2 separate regions of the Gossypium hirsutum genome follow, and region 1 is linked to region 2. Evidence: chromatin contacts called from public Hi-C data. All regions are on one chromosome and are shown on one strand. The core of a region is the stretch at or near the end of the contact, and the rest is flanking DNA. Distances in the headings are between cores, read along the strand shown. Region 1 holds the start of LOC121230630 (hydroxyproline O-galactosyltransferase HPGT3). Region 2 holds the start of LOC107962920 (protein FAR1-RELATED SEQUENCE 6).

Evidence for each region. Hi-C and Micro-C count contacts between places; a contact is called where the count stands out from the background.
Region 1: a Hi-C map of leaf shows a contact between it and region 2, with 3 times the contacts expected there. The contact joins the promoter of LOC121230630 here to the promoter of LOC107962920 in region 2. A contact is called at or near these places in 3 of 34 Hi-C or Micro-C datasets (hypocotyl and leaf).

What each region holds. Positions count from the first base shown.
Region 1 is chrA06:38,870,937-38,874,136 of Gossypium_hirsutum_v2.1, forward strand. It overlaps LOC121230630 (hydroxyproline O-galactosyltransferase HPGT3), which reads left to right and starts at 1,697. Exons shown (of 12, transcript XM_041115669.1): 1 at 1,697-2,209. The coding sequence starts at 2,085.
Region 2 is chrA06:38,404,881-38,408,125 of Gossypium_hirsutum_v2.1, forward strand. It overlaps LOC107962920 (protein FAR1-RELATED SEQUENCE 6), which reads right to left and starts at 1,889. Exons shown (of 3, transcript XM_041115663.1): 1 at 1,631-1,889; 2 at 142-338.

The sequences.
Region 1 (3,200 bases), core at 447-2,946, 470 kb after region 2:
CATATATATTTCATGTGTTATTATAATTAATTACAAATCATACATTTCATTATTTATTATATGTGAGTTTTAAACAAACATTTATGTTCTAAATTTATGGTTTCTACACACATACGAGTGAGATAAGATTTCTAGTAATCTATTTATGAACATGATTTCTATATACTAAATTCTGGTACATTTACGATGTGAGTGAAAAAAATTATATAATGAATTTATAAAAACATTAACATAAAAACTAATTAAGATTTTAGTTGAAATAATAAAATTAATTAATGAACAAGAAAAAAATGAAACCATAAAATTAAGATAGCAAATACTACAATGTCTTGAGTTTAAATTTTAATATGCGTAGGTATTTTTTATATTTTATATAAAAAAATAAAAATATTTCTAAAATAATATTTGTTGTTTTATAAAAGTAACGGGTTTTTGTTAAATTTATAAATCAACTGGAATTTGGTTGATAAATATGTCATGATCTAGTACAAACTATTTATATCATTCACATTGTGGGTGTGTAAGAATAGCAGTAGATTAAATGTTTGCAATTTTTAAATTATGTAAATCGAAATTCGTAAATCTATCTAAAAATTTAAAATTATTTATTATTTATAATATTATTTGAGTAATATTATCTATAAATTATCTATCAGATATTTGAATTTATAAAAAAAAACTAATTTGGAAAAAATTTAATTATCTTTAGGAATGCTAAATTTGCAAAAATAAAACTAATTTCATTTTTTGTTTGGATATCCTAATTTGTAAAAGTTTGAATTTGAATTGACCAGAATATTTTAGGTTTAAAAGTGTAAAAACTCCTCAATTTTTTTCAAAAAATGCAATTAAGTCTCTTTCTCTCTCTTTTGCATCAATTAAACACTTGAACTTTCAAAATGCATCAAATAGGCCCTCAAATTTCTTCAAAAAAAGCAATTAAGCTCCTGCTTCTTTTTTTTTCACTCAATTAGGTACTTGAACTTTCAAAATACATCAAGAAGACCCTCAAAATTTTTCAAAAAAGCAATTAAGCCCATGCTCTTATTAAAAATTAGAAAAAAATTATAAAAAATAAAAAAATTAAATTTTAAAAATATAAAAATATAAAAATATAAAATTTTATAAAAATCATAAAAAAACTAGGGGTTGTTAATTTGATTATGATTTTTATAAAAATTTACAATTTTTTATATTTTTATGATTTTTTATAAAAAAATTTCTAATGTTTAATAAATTTTAAATTTTTCATATTTTTATTAAAATTTAATAACTTTTCTAAAATTTATTTTTTTATTTTTTATAATTTTTTCTAATTTTTAATAAAGCCAAGGGCTTAATTACTTTTTTTTGAAAAAGTTTAGGGTCTTTTTGATGCATTTTGAAAGTTCAAATACTCAATTGAGTGTAAAAAAAAATAGGGGCTTAATTATTTTTTTTTAAAAGTTTGAAGTTTTTTTTATGTATTTTAAAAATTTAGGTATCCAAATAAATAAAAAAAAATATAGAAGCTTAATTACTTTTTTTTTTAAGCTTGAAAGTTTTTACACCTTAAGCCAATATTTTATATTCATAATCAAATTTATAAGCTGTGAATTTAAATATCCGAATTTTCATCTGTTATTCAAATTAATAATACAAATTTAAGTAATAAATGTGTAAAATACCAATCCACATCTACTTCGAATCCATAATTTTAAAATCCAAATTCCAAATATTAAATAGGGAATATCTGAATTCGTTGTACAATTTGCCAAGATCTAATAAAAATTACCAAAATTAAATTGGTGGGATTGTCCAAGTTCGGTGTAGGCCGAATCTAGGTGGGCTTGGCCTATAGCACCTATCGTCAGTTACCGCTCTCAGATCTCTCTCTTCGTTTTTCTTTTTAATTTCATTTCAAATTTCCGTTTGTTTCTTCTAGTCTTTGATTATCCGTCATTTCTTTTTCATACTTGATTTGAATCCCTACACTGAGTTCGCATTCTCGTTCATTGTAATTATCCGAACTATAAAAGTAGAGATCATCAGAGACCGGCGATCAATTCTGTGTTTCGATTCTTTATATGCGTTAAGAGTGTGATATGGAGGGTTTACCTACGACCACTAAAGGAGATAAACGATGGAGATCTAAGAATCTGCAAACATCCAAGCCTTCTTTGTTGATGGCTTTTTTCTCTTGCATCGCTTGGCTCTATGTCGCTGGCCGGTTCGTATTCTTTTTCTCTTCGTTTTTATTTTTTGCTTCTCGATATTCAAATCCATTGCGCAAGTTTCGTCGAATTTGTTTTTCATTTTGGTTTGTATTTAGAAAGGGAAAAAGAAGATCGTAGAATCTAAACTCACATTCAATTAAATCAGCTTAACATTTTTTTGTTGATTATTGGTTTTTTAATAAATTTCCCTAGCTAGGAAATTTTGTTAATCTGAATTATTTTTTATTTTACGAAAATTTGATGAACATTAGGTTTTTTTTTCTTTTTCTTCATTTTTCTTTCTCAATTGTTAATTTCTCCGTCTGTTCGTGGAATTTGGTTTTCCATTTCGGACTGTATTTAGGGAAAAGTTAGGATCGTAGACTCTAAATTTATATTCAATTTCACCTTTTTAAAATAAATTTTCATAGCTGAAATTTTGATTAATCTGAATTATTATTATTTTTGTGAAAAATTGATGAAAATTAGGGGGTTTTTTCCCCCATTTTCTTCATTTTTATTTCTCAATTGTTTATTTGGTTTTCCATTTCTGACAGTATTTAGGGGGAAAAATAGGATTGTAGAATTCTAAATTTATATTCAATTAAATCAGCCTAACATTTTTGTTAATAATTGTTTTTAATAAAGTTTCGTAGCTAATAAATTTATTAATCTGAATTATTATTTATTTTTCGAAATTTGATAAAAAAGTTATGTTGTTTTTTCTTTGTCTTCATTTTTGTTTCTCAATTGTTAATTCCAATGCGCTAGTTTGTGGAAGTAGGTTTTTCATTTCGAGTTGTATATAGGGGAAAAGAAAAGATCGTAGAATCTAAATTTATAGTCAATTATATCAGCCTAACATTTTTGTTAATTATTGTTTCATTTCCGTACCTAACAAATTGAATAATCTGAATAAGTTATTTATTATTTATTTTGCACTGATAAAAGATTAGGTTGTTTTTTCTTTGTCATCATTTTTTCTTCTCAATTATTAATTTCAAT
Region 2 (3,245 bases), core at 639-3,138:
AGATCCCAGCAAAGAAAGTGCTCAATGGTTCAGTGGAATACTCAATGGTTTCTTTTCAAGGTACATAACATACAGAACAAATAAGGAAGTGCTCAGGCTGAATGCAAACAAGGGAGAAAAAGCTAAACCATGTAATCATACCTTCAACTCAAACTATACTGCTGTTCTTCATATTGTCCATGAAAAAGAATCACCTTCATCAGCTTTCCCATCAAACAATAATCGAGCAAATGATTCTGAAGCACTGAGAAGCCCATGGATTATCTACTTACAGGACAAGGTGACAAGCTTCCCCTCTAGCATAGTTTAACCCCTATAGCGCCTACAGCATCCTTTCACTGGAAAAAGAAAACGTAACCTTAACTCGTGCAGCAACCAATAAATCATAACAAACTAGCCACACCATAGGGTATTATAATCATATAGGTAAAATGCAAGACCTTATTAACGAGAAAATTTCACAAATGAAGTAGAATGGCCTTCCATAAGAGCAGCAACAAAAGAATAGAAAAATACAGAGCACTTAAATTTAGAAAAAATCCTTGCTACCAAAAAAAGAAGAAAGTAAGAGACTCCCCACATTCTAATTCCTTTAGAGGAAAAACTTTTGTCATGACCTGAACCAGCTTGATGATCGTGTCATGAGGACACAAACCAGAGTTCTGCAGAGTGCATTCCTTTGCGTGTGAGGACGTGGGTTAGAATCTGCGGAGACACAAACCATGAAAGACCTATGCATATCCAGAGAAGATAATTCTGGATTATGCATCGCGGACCAACGAGACAAGTGGAATAATGACTTACGACTCAGTGGAATCGTGACAATTGGCAACCAAAATTCTGTAGAATGCTTTCCTTTGTGTGTGACGATCTGGGTTTGAATCTAATAAATATACATCTAAGAGTGAAGGTACCCAAAGAGACAGTTCCGGAGCATACATCACAATGCAGACCAACGAGCTAGGTGGAATTGATACTGAACTTAAAAGTCCGAAACTAGTATGAAAATGCATTTCCAAGAAATAAAACTACAGATGAATCCGAACATATAAATGGACCATAAAATCCATGCAATAATCCAGTAATACTATGTAAATTATCAGTAAGAAATCACCAAACAAGAACCTCGTTAATCTATAAAGCACAAAGGCGATCGCAACAAAACAAAAAGCAATTATGATCATTAAATACTTGATTATATAAAATTGTTACGACCCAAAGCAAGTAAACTGAATTTCCTGCACCTGTATTAATCTAATTTCTTTGTCAAAGATTAAATTACTAATTTTAATTATAAAGTTAAAAGAGTTTTGAGCATCATAAATGATTTATTTTCCGTTTGGTTGCTGAGAAAACGTCATTGTTTCGTACCTTTGCCACACTGTTAGTACTCAGTAGTAATTAAAAAAAATCCAAAATTTAAATTATAAAAAAAATGTATCGAAAATTTTCAAGCTTAATCGCTTGATTACTTCATTTATAAGTTTTTTACTTCATTTTAGAAACCAAACAAAAAAAAAGAAGTTCCAAATCGCTGGAAACCCGAAGTCAACGTGATTGAAATTTTAAGCGAAAAGGAAAATCAAAATTGACGTTTTGATGAGTTGAAAATCGTAGATGATGATCTTACGATGATTCGTGGCGCTGAGGTGAGTCAGACGAGGAGACTCGGGGGGGGGGGCGAGGCGCTGAGTCCGCTCACTTACTGCTTTTAGAATTTGGCGTTGGGGAAAGGGAAATTGCGAGTCTCACACCGGGGATTACAGAGGTTTCGTAGATCTATCGGACTCGATGAGTTGACACGTGGGAACTTTCTCTTTTTCATGGTTAAGAAACTACAATGTATTGCGTGCACTGTGCTGCTGGGAGTTTGGTGACAACTTATGCTTAGATTAGATGGGCTACATGGCCGATATTTTTACATATGGTGAGATTGGTTAATGAGATTAGAAACAATGGTTGTGTCTGTGCTTGGATTTAAACTTAGTTATAGCAATAAGATGAGAATAAAAAATAATTTATAAGAATATTTTATTAAAAATTATATATAATAAAAAAAATTTAAATTATTTTATTTTTATAAAATTATTAAAAATATGTGAATTTATAAATTCATTTAATAAAATATTAAAATGTATCTTCTAATATTTTATTATAAATATTTTAATGAATTATATAATCAATTTAAATTATTAATTAGATAAAATGATAATTTTTTAAATTATTTTTATAGTTAGTAATTTTTTTATAACAATGATAAATATTATTTTCACAAATAATAATATTATACTTGGATTAAATTTTAAAATATCTGATCGGATGATTTTTAATACAAAAAGAATATAATAACATAAGACATAACAAGTTTCATTAATATTAGAAATTCGGTTACGATACAATGGTTGTGTCTGTGCTTGGATTTAAACTTAGTTATAGCAATAAGATGAGAATAAAAAATAATTTATAAGAATATTTTATTAAAAATTATATATAATAAAAAATTTTAAATTATTTTATTTTTATAAAATTATTAAAAATATGTGAATTTATAAATTCATTTAATAAAATATTAAAATGTATCTTCTAATATTTTATTATAAATATTTTAATGAATTATATAATCAATTTAAATTATTAATTAGATAAAATGATAATTTTTTAAATTATTTTTATAGTTAGTAATTTTTTTATAACAATGATAAATATTATTTTCACAAATAATAATATTATACTTGGATTAAATTTTAAAATATCTGATCGGATGATTTTTAATACAAAAAGAATATAATAACATAAGACATAACAAGTTTCATTAATATTAGAAATTCGGTTACGATACAAAATGTATTTATAAAGACGAATTCATTAAACCAGTTACAATGGTTTCCCTTAACGTCACGATTTTAAGGTCACCTTCACTATTAGAAGAACTCGATTCACCTCGATCAAAATGGCCTGAAGAGACAACATGTCAAATATATTCTCAAATTGCCAAAAATTCTCATCATTTGACCAAGCACGTCTTTGAATGCAATTATACAAAACCATTGTTGCAATAACTATTAAACTTGCTTCTTGATTGAATAACTTGGAATATCTATTAATATTGGCCGTTTTTTTCCACACTCCAAATGTTTGTTCAATCATAGAGCATAATGAAGAATGAGCATGATTAAAGATTTCTTTTCTTTTTCTAAATACTCGACGAAAATCATATAAATTATATCGTTCCCCGTATATGGATC